Regions from separate parts of the Mus musculus genome. Here region 2 is linked to region 1. The links are chromatin contacts, called in public Hi-C maps. All regions are on one chromosome and are shown on one strand. Each heading gives the region's core, a stretch centred on a gene start, on an enhancer-like site or on the middle of the called end of the contact. The rest is flanking DNA. Distances are from core to core; before and after follow the strand shown.

Region 1 (6,941 bases), core at 2,038-4,537:
AATGCTTCCATTTGAATGGTATGTATTTCTTCCCATTAACATCATAAAGAGCTCTATATTACTGTAATGTAGGCAGGTGCAGGTGTGGGCCTTGGCTCTCTCATGCTTTTTCTTCCTGCCACAGCCATTGGTTCAGTGCCTCTTCATCCAGGAATGGAGCCTATCCTTGCTGTCATAGCCATTGTTTTGGTGCCCCTTCATCTAGGAGTGGGGCCTGGTATGGCTTCCTCTTATCCACTTTGTCATGTTGACCAGGCTTGGTCTTTATACAGGCCAACACACTGCTGAGATTTTAATGGAACAGCATATTTGTATTTTAATTCATCCACTTTCTTAAAATTTAATACTATGTGTTTTCTTTTATAGCAGTAAGCATGTATTATCATCCATTCAATATTTTTAAACATCAGTGTATTCCAGATATCATTGATTTAGACTAAAAACAATGGGCATAGAAGCTACACAAACAGGAAGCACAAACAAACTGAGGGAGTCTGGGCACAAACCCAGTAATTTCTGTGTGATGTGTAAGCGTTACGACAGACTCCCAGAGGTGATCAAGAAACCGTCTGTCTGGGTCACCCACAGAAAGCTTTAGTGCAAAGAACAAGTGAGTAGCACGTTTTGAATACTTAGGAAGCATGACGACAATTTGAGATGTATTACCACACAGCTGTGGGAGATCCAGACCATTGGATGTCTAATGTGCTGTAAGGGCTACGCTTTTTTTCACTAATATGCTTTTATGAGCTTAAAAGTCATTTCAAATTCATCCACATGGGCATATGCTCTTATCAAACAAGTCAGGGATTGTCTACAGCCCTTGTGACTAGGGTCAAGGGTTTGCATTGCTCTTCTCCTGAGGGAAGGGTCCTTCCCCAGCTTGCTCACTGAATGAGTTCTCAGAACCCTGGTGATCCATTCACTAAAGCCCATCTTAATAAAAATGAAGAACTGTAGTTTATTCAAATTTCTTAATTTCCCTATCAATTTCTCCACCTACATAATGTATATGACCGTTATTTCTTAAATAGCACACTCAACAAGTAACCTATATTTCATCAGGATCTCTCCACAATAAAACAGCCCACAAAACACAAGCCAGGCCCAGTGCAGAATCTCTGAAGACAAAGGAGTGACCAGTGAAGGGATGGGACCCATTGACCATCTTTTCCTCTGTCCTCCCCTCCTTTCCTTCCTTCCATTCAACTGACTCTGCTCAGACTTTTGGAACATGTGCATCTTTCTAAGTTTCCAGCCATCATCTTAACCAAGGCCACCGTCACTCTTCCATTTCCAGATAGCTTCCTGACTGGTCCTCCAGCATTCCCCATGGACCCATAAGGCACTGCACAGAGAGAAGTGTGTAGCGGCTTGCTGCTGTGAGTTCCCTTCCCTCTGTCATAGCTGCCCATCTCTGTGGGCCCTCTTCATCCCTCTCCCTGCCCCCACCTTTGTCTTTATAGAAGACCACTCAATGATTTTTTTTGTTTGTTTGTTTATTTTGTACATGAAAGCTTGCTTTAGTATCTGCCTATGGTGCTTCCAAGCTGACAAAGGGAAACATTCTATAGCATTTGAAATGTAAATGAAGAAATACCTAATAAAAAATTGGAAAAAGTTAAAAAAAAAAAACAGTCTAAGGACTTGCTTTCCTTTCTTCTTCCCCTCCCCACCCTCATTCCCCTCCTCTTCTCTACTTTCCCTTCCCTTACTTCTTTCTTTTCCCATCTCCTTTCCTCCCACCCTGTTCTGTCCTGACTTCTCCACCACTGCTCTTTCGAAGTCTCTCTTTCTGTGGTCCAAGCTGACCTAGAGCTCAGTATGAGCTCAGCTGACCTTTAACTCTTGATTCAGTCTTTTAAGGGATGAGATACCATGCATGTATCACCACACCCTCCAAGTCCTGGTTTCTTTAGTACATTTTTTTTTCCTGTAATTTGTATCCAGCTCTCTAATTCATTGCTTCAAGAAATGAGGTTTAAAAAAAAAAAAAAGAAAAAGAAAAGAAAAGAAAAGAAGAGAAAAGAAAAGAAAAGAAAAGAACAGAGGTTTCTGTCCCACATCAACCCTATCAAATTATATGTCCCAAGGCTCTTCCCTTTCCCGGGAGAATATACATTTAAGAATAAATTCTACTCTCATATTCCTATCCAAAATCAGTTTTTAAATCATCTGACAACTAGGAAAACAAAACAAAGCTTTCAGACTATGTTTCTGTGTGGTCTCTCTGTGTGCACAACTGTATCTCTCCCTTCCACCCTTCCTTCAGTTCATTCTTAATAGGTTATAAATGACCCATGAGGGAGCCATACGGCCTATTCCCAAATACAGCCCACCCCAGATTAATCTTTGTGTGGTCTTAATAAGGTTTTAGATCACTGCCCTTACCCTCTTGGCCTTGTGATTTAAAAGGAAGTGGTGTTTGGGAGCTTAATGGAAATATCTATAAATGAGAGTCCCATTGTGCCAAACACTTTATATGTGAGCTAAAATTACACCCCTGTCTTAATTAAAAAAAAACACACACTCTCAATTTTAAGTAGAAATAATTGTGTTTTGCCTCTTCAATTCCATTTCTTTGTTTGAAATTTGCAGATGATATCACCTGTGTATGTAATGTGCAGTGTGATGATATGAAGCACAAATGCAAAAGACAAACAACCCCTAGTCCACCTTGCCTACATTCAGCACAGTATTCACGGAAGGTCCATGCCATACCATCTAGATCATGTTTTGTTTATAGTTCAGGTCTCTGATTTCCTATGAGCCAAGGATAATTTTGATCTTCTGATCTTCCTGCCTCTACTCCTTTAGTGTTGGGGAGTGAATCCAGTGCCTTATGAGTTCTGGGCAAGCATTCCACCACCTGAACTAAGCTCCAGCCCCACACCAGGCATTCTTACACGTGTTCTGCATTACACTGCCTTACCTGACACTGCCCTTCCCAAAATGGGTATCATGGAAGTAGGTTTCTTAAGGCTTTATTTGTTCAGCCAAACATGTCCATGGTTCAATACATGGAGAAAGCATGCATTAATGTGAAATGGATAAAAAAGTTAAAAATATTTTGACGTCAGAAATTTTCAGCATCTTTAAAGGGGGGGAGGTGTAGTGTCCAAAGCATTTATGAGTAGATTCTGTAAAAGTGTATGGGGTTAATTATTCTCCAGAAAACCTTTGTCCTCGTCATGCCTGGGGATGGGCTCACAGCCTAGGGCTGATAGGGAGAGCAAACCGAGAGGTCCTTCCCTGTTACCCTACATGGAGTGTTCTGCTGTCAGAGACCTCTACACAGGAAATGATTTGATTTTCAAGTGCCAGCTGCTTCTATGGTCACATTAGAGTGTTTAACTCTCGGGCCCTGCTTTACTTTCAGACATTACCAGATCCAGAGTATGAGACGCAGACTATTATTTTTACTCCCCCTCCTCAAGCTTCAGTTGTAACTCATCAAAAACAGAGCTCATGGTGACTGAGAACAATCAGGTCACAGCTTGAATTCTTTTTGCAAGGAAAAGATTGGATTATATCCCTGGTGTCTCCTCTGGTAACACTAACACTTCCAAGCTCTTGTTAAGGAAAGTGTTCCTGTTTGTGTGACACACCACCATACCCTGAGCCCACATGGCCCTTCTGTTTGCAGGCCTCCTGAGTGGTTGCTTATCTTTTAATCTATTGCATATTGTCACACAGTGTTCATCAAGCCAGACTCTGTCACTTGCATGCAGAGGCCTCCTGGTATGTTCTGTGGGCTAAGCAGAACTTAGAATGACATAGCTGGAGAGTTGGAGACAGGGAAATCATCTTTCATATTGCTCTCTGATATTTGGCTTTCATTCCCACATTAATGGGTATAGTAAACGTAGGCAGAGAAAACAGCCTGAATCAAATTTAAAACATTTCAGTGCTTGGTTGATGCCATTAATCCAGAGATCAAGGATTTTGGAGAGTTACTCTCGCTGGTGGTTTTCTTACAGTCTTGAGACTCAGTACAACAGTTGTACATAATTCAATAATTTTACTTTTCCTAACTCCAAAGTCAGTTCCATAAGATTAACCAACCACAAAGGGCTCTGTGGGATCATAAAGGGAACCATTCTCTTAGTGTAGAATATTTGTTGCTGCATAATTTTTAAAAGTTTCTGTTAACTTTCTTCCTGGACCACTGTAGTTTTGCTTCACTGGTTATATTTCTGTTTTTATCATTCACTTACTCCTATTAAGGATCTGGGGCCAAGACCTCTGTATAAGAACATAGGTGTATCAAGACACACCAGGCTTATTTCTCCACATATATTGCTCATTCTTTACATGCTCCCCTAAACTGAAGCATGTGGCCATTCTACATAAAACCATCGACCTTCTTTCTCTGTCCCCTTTGTGGGCACATGTAAAGAGAACTGTTTGTGAGGGTGCAACAGGGAGCAAAGGAAAGTGTTTATAAAACTGTGCAGACATGAGACAAATTTAAGAAAGTGTTCAAGAGGCTGGAGGGTTAAGAACCCTTGCTGCTCTTGCTGAGAACAAAGACACAGTTCCCAGTACCCACCAGGTGGTGCACAACTTGCTTTAACTCCAGTTCTAGGGAAATCTAATGTCCTCTTCTGGCCTCTGCCAGTCATACGAGCACACATGATACACATACATACATGCAGATGTATATATATATATATATATATTTAAATAAATACTTTTAAAAAGAAAATATTCCTAGTAAATAAACACTAGATGAATAGCCATGTTCAGAATTAGAGCATGGCAGAAAAATCCTGTCTTTGCCTTTGCCACACCTTGCCTTATGGCTTGGGTACCCAGGGTTCTTCAATGACCTCTTTGCCAAGGGAAACATTGACAGCCCTGGCCTGCAAAGACACGGGCATTCTAGCTGATTACATTTCCTAGAATATTCTTTGTGCCCAAAGGTAAATCTTATAACCCATAGAAAATCTTGCAAGTCTACATAATAATAACAATGAGATGAAATAAAGTTTCACTTGCAAGCTCTAATATCACAGTGAGGCTGAGTATATTCTCTAAAGAACAAAAATATGACAGCTCTTGGCAGGCTTGCCTCTTAGTACTGGAGATTCAAGACATGTGAGACTTTCATTTACCCGTCAATACTGTTCAAAGAAGTTCACAGGTGGGAGAAATTGGGCTTTCTTGCTGGAAATCTATTTGCATTCCTCACTATGGTGTATCTCCTTCAGTTATAATCTGCCTTATCTATATAATATAATATATATATATATAATCTGCCTTATCTATCAGCTAGAAAGTAAATCCCACTCTCAGTCATGCTCTGGGCTGCCGTCTTATGCATAGATATGTAACTAGCAAGCACATTAATTAGCCATTTATCTTCTGTTTTAAGCTAACTGTGGAGGGGCAGGAAGCATGTCATATCCCTCTCAGCCCTCAGTGCCTAGCACACAGCTGGGCACTTGATAAGAGCTCAGAGGATATTACTAAGATGCAAATGAATTGAAGGTGGCCTTGCTGGGCATGGAGACAGGTAAGAAAGGTATTAATTTTCCTTTGCTTTCCATTTCTTTCTATCCTTTGAAGAAAATTCACTCCAGTGTGTTTAGAAACATTGGTCTTCATTTTCCCATCTGCAGTTAGAGCCCGGTTAACTCTAGCCGAGACAAGCAAACAGCCACACACCTGACCCTCTTTACAGCTCACTCAAGAAAACCAGGCCTCCATCCTGGTCATCACATTGTGAAGGAGCCATTCTGGGCTCATACCAGTCACCAACAACTCTTTGTCCCTGTCAAACAGAAAAATAGATACATGGCCTATAGCTGTCATGAATTGCGGTGCCCATGCTACAAAGGACAAGCCGTTCCTTCTTTACAGTCAATCAAGCTAGTTATGGAAAAGCCATTAGGTCATCTCTGCTGCTCTTTCTTCTGCCTGCGTCAACCCCCTAACTTACCCCTGCAGGAAGTTGTCCAAGCCTAAGTAGTTATTTTTCTAAGTTAATGATGGCAGAGCAGAAACACTGCACTGATGGGAGACAGTGACATCCACGAGCAGATCTTCAGTATCTTGCCATCAATATCTTCCCTTTACACCTGTAACAGCTACTTAAAGCCAGCTCCTGTTCACTTTATTCATCAGCTCTTTCTAAAGCATCCACTGGGAAGATGAAGCTGCATCTATAGGCACTTCAAGGAAAGGGGAAACGCAAGCATTGACTGTGTCTCATTCCTGTTTTCTATGTGCATAGAAGCTGAGGGTTGTGGTAAAAGGGCCAACACTTTTCTAGTAACTCACTTTCTAGTGAGTTTTCAAGAGAAAAAAAAAAACAAAAACAAAACTCTGCCCGATCTGCAACAAAGCCTGATTGCCTGCAGGAAAATGTTCATATTGATGTCCTAAATTTCTTGCAAAGCTAACCTAAGCTTGTGGTCTTAGAAGTCTGGGAACCTCTCACCCAAATCTGCCTTTAGCGGCTGACATCAGAAGCATGGAACAAGCCTGCAGATGTGGACAATGGCGCCCTCTTGTGATGGACTTTGTCACATGCTGTTTGTTCCTGTCCTTGCTGCACAGCTGAAAAGACAATTTGTTCTTTTCCTAACTTCGCTGCAGATAGACAGGAGCAACTTGACCTGAGTCTGCGGATGACTTCAACACTCTCCCATTTAGACACTATCTTCTCTGCCATTATATTCTTGCATTCAGAAAGTACTAGTCTTTGCCGTAAATGAGTTGGGCTTTCAGTTCTGGTTTTAGGAACAATGGTTCACCTTCTTTACTCTCAGCCTCCATGTGGGGACCACTGTGAGAATGAGGTTAAAATAGTATGCAGCAGAGTGAAGCACCTTAGAGAAAAAAAGGATCCAGTAGACAAGGCTTTAGCATAAGGCCACTCTTTTTTTTTTCCAATTTTTATTAGGTATTTTCTTAATTTACATTTCAAATGCTAT
Region 2 (6,941 bases), core at 1,854-4,353, 300 kb before region 1:
CGTAAGTGATGGACTGCCGTACCCAAATTACATTCTGTACCTTCCTGTTTCTTGCGGGAAAGACTGCCTTTTGTTATGTACTGTGCTGTGTTTTTGCTATTATCTTGGCTAATAGCACTTTGCCTGTTTTCTTGGACTTTCTTTGTAGGAAACAAGAGCTACAGTGGATCCATTCAAAGCTTAACTTCTATAGGCTCCAAAGAGTCACCTAAAGCCATACCAAACCCAGAGCTGCCTCCAAAAATGTGCAGGAGGTTAAGGCTAGACACTGCCTCCAGCAATGGCTACCAGCGACCTGGCTCAGTGTGAGTTAGAACGTGTTTGTATTCACTGTGTCTCCTGATGGTGCAAAGGGATTTAGTCTGTACTAGAAGAATTTGGGGGTTCTATAGTTAAATGGTCCATCTATAGAGCTGGTAACTTCTGTAAGATTCTGTCTACTTCTATAAGGAATGTAAAAGTTACTGTAGGCTTAGAGTATCACTAATCTCATGGGCTATTGCTTCAAAGGCTAGTCTACATTCAGAGTTGTGACTTAAAAGACAGAGGGGGAGGGGGAGGGAGAGAGAAGAGAGTTAAAGTTGTTATGGCATTTAAAACTAGGATCCTTTCTATTAAAACTTTGAACTCCCCCAATATGATTGCTCCCCACATGTGAGGGTTTTCTGCCTCCACAAGGTGAGAGACAGGGTCACAAAGGCAATCAGAAGAGGGCAGTTCTCATCAACACAGTGCCCAGAGAATAAGGCTTGGAGAACATAACACATAAATGGAAGAAGAAAAGAGGAAGGAGGGATGAATGAGAGCCTGAAGAAACAGGTTATTGAAATCCAACCAGGAAGCTCTTCTTCCTCGGCTTCCATGTTCCTGGCAGTTGCTGAGCATTTTCAGTGTCTGTGAGCCCTCACTGGATGTCTTCCTATGTATGGTCTCCTCAAAAGGTCCGCAGTCTCATTGCCATCAAGATTGGCAATATGAGTGAAGCCTTCTTCAGTTACCAGAACAGATGTCTAAATGTTTAAGCTCCCTGGGTTCCCTGACTGTCAGGTTCCCTATGCCGTGTTCGTCTGTCATATAAGGGTCTTCCTGACATTTTCATTATTTGTTGAAGGTTTAGTAAGGCATTTTCATTTCTAAGCTCATCTCCATAGGAATGGGCTCATAAATCGTTCTGGCCATAATTGTCTTTCTGTGTCTTTAGTTACAGAGTGTGTCCAACATCCTCTGCCAGTCTCCAGAAATCCAACTAGACTGCAAGTCTGTTTTCTTGGTGTCCAGTTAAAGTTGTTAAAAGAAATTAAAATTTAGATAAATAGTCAGAGGAGATGATAGAATATATACTTTATCCTTTAGGAGACAGAAAACCTTCTGGGTTTTCTTTTGGGTGGTTATCTTCTGAGAGTTAGAAGGGAAGTGGTCCTTAGAATTATCTGTTACAGTTCTGTCAAGAGTATTAATTAAAGTTTGGGACCAGTGAGATGGCTCAGTGGATATAGGGGCTTGCCGCCAAGCCTTAAGTACCTGAATTCTACCCCAAGGCATACATGGTGGAAGGAGAGAACCAGCTGCTAAAAGTTGTCCTGCGACCTCTCCAAGCATGCAAAAAAGTTATTCAACTAATAATTTAATGGCTTAATTAGAATGATTATAAAGAAGGTTATTTAAAGGCAAATTTATAGCCTCATTCATGGAATTCAAATTTCTATGTGTTTATTTATCAAGTACTCGTTAACTGTACTTGCTTCCATTGTTCTGTAGCCAGTATCTCCATCTTACCCTCCCCACTCTCCAACACACACTCTGTGACTGCTCAAGATGCAAATCAACACATTCATTTAGTAGGCATTTTTCAGAGTTTTTATCCTTTTTGCTTTATAGCAAACACAGTAAATAATATCCCTCTGCAGTCAGAAGTAATCTCCCTCTGCAGTCAGAAACAACAACAGCTCCTCCTGTCGCATCAACTGTGATTCTTCCCTGCTGATTCATATGAGCCAATAGCATGCTTCCTGGTGGGAGCTGAGCGGGAGAGAATATTCTCTCTGCTGCGACCTCTGTTTTCAGAGGTGAAAAGAGAGGACAGTAAGAGCCCAGGGAGCAAGGTCTACTACAGTCTCAGGCTCCGTGAGCCATCAGCTGCAGCTAGGACTCTTTCATATTAAAGCAGAAAGAAGTTCCACTGTGGTTCCATTTTGGAGGGCAGTTCAGAACTGTTTTGCTTTGATTGCACAATAGTCCTGAATATCCCATTGAACAGAATGCCTTTTCTAATTGACTTCAGAAAATATGAAAATGTTGTAACTCTCTAAATATTCTTTTTAAGATATTACTCAATACATTTAAAAATATTTTTCAGAGTGGCAGCAAAGGCTCAACTCTTTGAAAATGCTGGGTCACCCAAGCCAGTTTCTTCTGGACGGTAGGTCCTCTAAAGCAGTTACATATTAACTAAGTAAAATATCGTATCGGGGGCTGTGAGGGGCTCCATTGTTCTCATACAACACAATTTGTGGCCGGCATGACCTCAGTTTTTCAGATAATGAAGTAAGCCTTGTCCAGTGGCCTTTCCCAGGAAGAGTATGTCTGCAAACAGCATTGTATCAGGTTGTTACCATGATGCCTTTCTTCTAAAATGCTTGGAAAAGAATTCTAGCTGGACTGCAACTCAGTTGAGGAGTGCTTGCCTGGCATACATAGGCCCTGGTTTGATCTCCAACCGACCATCAACTAGATGTGGGAGTGTGCACCTGTAATCCTAGGGCACAGGAGGTGAAGTCATGAGGATCAGAAGTTGAGGATCATCTTTGGCTACATGAAAAGTTTCAGGCCAACCTGGGATACATGAGGTCCTGCTCTCACTCTTGTCCAAAAGAAGGATTGTAAACAAATTTTCTAAGAATAGAAATTACTGTAACTTTCTCTTAGTACATGTCTAACGATAGTAAATTTTGGGCCAATGGTCAAAAACATATTTTTGACTTTTAAAAGTTATTGCTGCTCTAAAAGAATCTTCCAGAAAATGCTGTATAATATAGCACAGTATTGCAGAGCTCACTAGCCAAGGAGCCTCTGTTTTTTTCTGGATGGTACTTGGCTCTGTTTCCAGTCTTGTGAGTCTGCTCCTTGCTGCTTCTATCTCAAGTTCCAGTTTCCTCATTCTCTCCAAATTCCTCCAATCTGCAGAGGAGTTTGGTTATAATTTGAATAATGAAATTGCTTGAAGGTGGCCAGTTTCCCAAAGTTTTCTCGTTAGAAGAGGTACGTCATAAATGAGCTCACTTATAGAACAAACCTGCCTCACCTCCTGATCCTTTCAGATATACTGGGGCATTTCTGAGCTACCACAACTGGATAGTTGCTCTGTGTGTGTGTGTGTGTGTGTGTGTGTGTGTGTGTGTGTGTGTGTGTCTGTGTCTGTGTCTGTCTGTCTGTCTGTCTGTCTGTCTTCTGGAAGTTACTCAACCAAAGCTTCGTGGTGTTAATTTTTAATTATACTCATGCTGTTGTTTATTGCTTTTTTTTTTTTTTTTGGTCAATTTTCCAAAAGTATATGAACTTCCCAGCAAGCCTGTCTTAAGCACACATCATCCCATGCCATCATCTGTAGTTAGAGTCAAACTCATGTTCTTGCAAGTCATTCCACAGAGCTTTAACAAAATAAGCCAGGCCTGTCCACCTGTTCTTGGTAGACTAATTAAAGAGACAGGTAATAAAGAAAAGCAGAAAGATAAGATTTATTCAATGTGGACACATTCGGGAAGAGGAACAAAGAGGCCTGGTGACATCCTCCAACAGGACCCTCTTTGTGGTGTGATAAAAAGATTTGTGTTTAAAGAGAGGGCAAGAGAAATATATGTATGACTAAGCAGTCCTGGTCAAGGAATAGCCTGCCCCATCATTGACTATCTCTTACAAGGTTGTCTACTAAGTTGTCAGAACTGTGTAAAATGTCTCCCAGGAGAAGGGCGCCTCTGGGATACTAGGCTTCTGCTTTTTTCACGGTTCTATATGAGTTTCTTGGAGGAATTCCAGTTCCTTGGGGGCCCCATTGTTTTAATAGTCTGACAACCAAAGGGAACACAAGTGTTCCCTTTAGGATACTTTCTGCCTGGATAGTTATAGGCACATGCTAGTTATTAAAGGTAACAATGACTTTCTTGGCAAAAAACGTGAAATACAGTTTGCATGTTGGTTTTGGATTTGTCTAGTTTGAATTCCTACATGGAATCATCATGCTACTTTTGTACAATAATTGTTGCACAGAATGAAGTCCATGCCAGAATGATCACACATACCAGTCTAGGTATGCTTCCTTCCAGAAAAGGCACAGGATACTGAGCCACCATGCCACAACAAACATCACTTCCATTTCTTTGAGGTTCTTGTTGCTTTCTGGCCTCAGTGTAGAGACTTAACCTTATATTTCTGCCTGTCTGTCCTGCAGAGGCTCTCAACCTGTGAATTGTGACTCCTTTAACAGGGCTCACATATCAGATATTCTGCATATCAGATATTTACATTATGATTCATAACAGTAGCAAAATTGAACTTATGAAGTAGCAATGAAATAATTTTATGGTTGGGGGGGGGGGGTCACCACAGCATGAAGAATTGTATCTAAGCATTAGGGAGGTTAAGAGCCAATAGTGGAATTGCTCCACTAGATGGAGCCTTTCTATTATGAAGTGCTAAGTAGTCTTCATGTTCAGTAAAAACTGAATAGCAAACCTGTGTCACTTTCCATAAAAAGATTAGTTAAGACCTTTCCTCCAGTGCACAAAATTCATGGCTGTTCAGCCTCTCATACATCATGTGTAGCATTTGCATAATACCTATTTATATCTGCCTTGATATAGCCATCATAGAATATTTAAAATATCTAACATATATATGCTTTGTAAACAGATATATCTGTCTTGACTAGGAAATGCTCACAAGGAAAAGATCTGTATGTTTTCAAGTCAGATACTTTTTTTTTCTGAATATTTCAATGTGGTTGGTTGAACATGTGTTTGAGGAGGAGCCTAAGGATATGGAGGCTGGCCAGGACTATAATTATAAAGATAACCCATGAGCTTTAGCAAAGCAAGCTGTTAGGGAAATCAGAGGGCTGTCCCATGATAAAGACACACTTAGATGTTTAATAATCAGCCTATGCATTTGTAATAATTCTGTATATTCTAAAGCTGAAATCAACTTCAGATAGGCTTCAGCAGAGATGTCTAGGCTCCCTTCATCAACCAATCCAAGTACCTATGGACTGTGTTCTTAATTTTTACTGAGACATATACACTGTAGATCACACATCACTCTCAGGGACAGATGACCCTCATTCAAACTTTTGGGCCATCATTTGTAGTGCTGCATAGTTATGCATTTCAGATGTCTATGTTTCCAATGTAAAATGAAGATCATAATTCTGCATTTACAAAAACGACTGTGAATATATACAATAACATTTCTGAAATGAATAGCTGATGCCTTGGAGGCAGTCTCTTCTTCAATTATAACTATTATTGTGATTATTGAAGTTAGTTGTATGAAATATTCAAGCTTCTAATGATTGTGTTTCTAAATTTGAAACACATCAGACTCTTCTGGTGTGTACTTTTGTTCTGTTGACTGAAACTAAATTCCACATGAGTCCCTTTCCCTGACTAATCTTCCCCATACTTGCTTGGTGTTCCTTCTAAAGAGCTCAGAGAGAGACCCCTGTTGTGGACACTGAGAACTGACAGAGTGAGTGGAAGCAGAGGATGTCAAGACATCATTTTAGTGGATGTCCTTGATCCAGACAGCAAACAAACAAACAAACAAACAACCATGTGGGTTCTGGCTGCCACAAAGATCCATAAAGATGTACACAAATCACTCATGTGGCTTTTTACAGCCTGAGGAAGGGAGAGTTGACCACTCTTGGTGGAATGGTTTGAGACTCAGGAGGACCCAAAACTTGTCAGTAGGACTTTTCAGGGCTGTGATCAATGTGGACACATGCTTGGAGAACACAAGTAATAGGTAGGAAGAGAAGGATGCCAAGCATCGGAGGATAAGGTGAGACAGTTGCAAACAGATGCTGGGAGAAGAGAGTATGGGATTCTATGGAGCAGCAAAACCTGTAACGAGTAGTGGCTATGCATATAGGGAGGTGCCAGAGCTTAAAGAATGAAAAAGGAAGAGCAGCAGTAGTCTTGGCAAAGTGTTTTCACTTTTGTACCTGGCAGCAGAGATTAATGGAGAATGGTGGGGAGAAAGCCTGACCTGCAGTAGTAGAAGTTACGATGAACATCAAGATCACTAGAGCACCATTAAAGGTTCTGATGACTGTGGGATTGCTCTCTGCTTGCTATGGAGATAATAGGATAGGAGATGACCAGGACAGGAAGCTGAGAGGTTGTAGGGTACCAGGGAAGCCATCAAGTTAATAAAGCCAGAAACGTCCTTGTTTGGGCATTGCTGGTAGAAGACATGGAGGGTGGAGTCAGGGGTCTGGCAAGTCTTTTGGGATATAATTGAATGTGGCAGAGGAGAGGGGACTTGTCTGGTGACTTCCTCCCTGACCAGCATTGGTTGATGGAGCTTTAGTGTGGACTCTGGTGTTTTTAAACTAGACTTCATACAAAACCCCCAAATTCTGGCTGCTCTTAAGACAGAGGTTTTGTCTGCACAGAGCATTTGGTGAAAGCTGTAGAAGTTTGCTGTTGTTGCTTTTAAGAGGTGATATGAATACCTTTGTGGGTTGCAAAGCATCCATTGGCATCCATCATCATCCACACAATGAGGTGGCAGATACTGGTTTTTCATCAGCAACTTCTACTGTTATTCTTCTAATATCACATGTATGCAACGTATTTACTGTATCTTCTAAGTATAAGGTAGCCTGAAAATTAAAGTGGGGGAAAAAACCAAACCACAACAAAAGCAAAAACAAAACCACAGCA

What was found. Hi-C and Micro-C count contacts between places; a contact is called where the count stands out from the background.
Region 2: a contact with region 1 is called in a Hi-C map of uterus, with 3 times the contacts expected there. The contact joins two enhancer-like sites. A contact is called at or near these places in 9 of 484 Hi-C or Micro-C datasets (cerebral cortex, cortical neurons and uterus), 1 of 115 datasets of contacts at active chromatin or transcription factors (PVALB interneurons) and 1 of 9 other capture datasets (embryonic stem cells).

What each region holds. Positions count from the first base shown.
Region 1 is chr9:8,700,442-8,707,382 of GRCm38.p6, reverse strand. All of the region lies in intron 3 of Gm32014 (predicted gene, 32014), which reads left to right. Among named protein-coding and RNA genes, the nearest start is that of Gm32014, 37 kb to the left of the region's middle. Within about 2 kb of position 3,287, at least 6 of the 459 cell types and tissues checked have an H3K27ac peak or open chromatin away from gene starts, as enhancers often do. A contact at or near this core is called in uterus, where this site is marked.
Region 2 is chr9:8,999,098-9,006,038 of GRCm38.p6, reverse strand. It overlaps Arhgap42 (Rho GTPase activating protein 42), which reads left to right. Exons shown (of 24, transcript NM_001372563.1): 21 at 149-305; 22 at 2,357-2,419. Among named protein-coding and RNA genes, the nearest start is that of Pgr, 100 kb to the right of the region's middle. Within about 2 kb of position 3,103, at least 4 of the 459 cell types and tissues checked have an H3K27ac peak or open chromatin away from gene starts, as enhancers often do. A contact at or near this core is called in uterus, where this site is marked.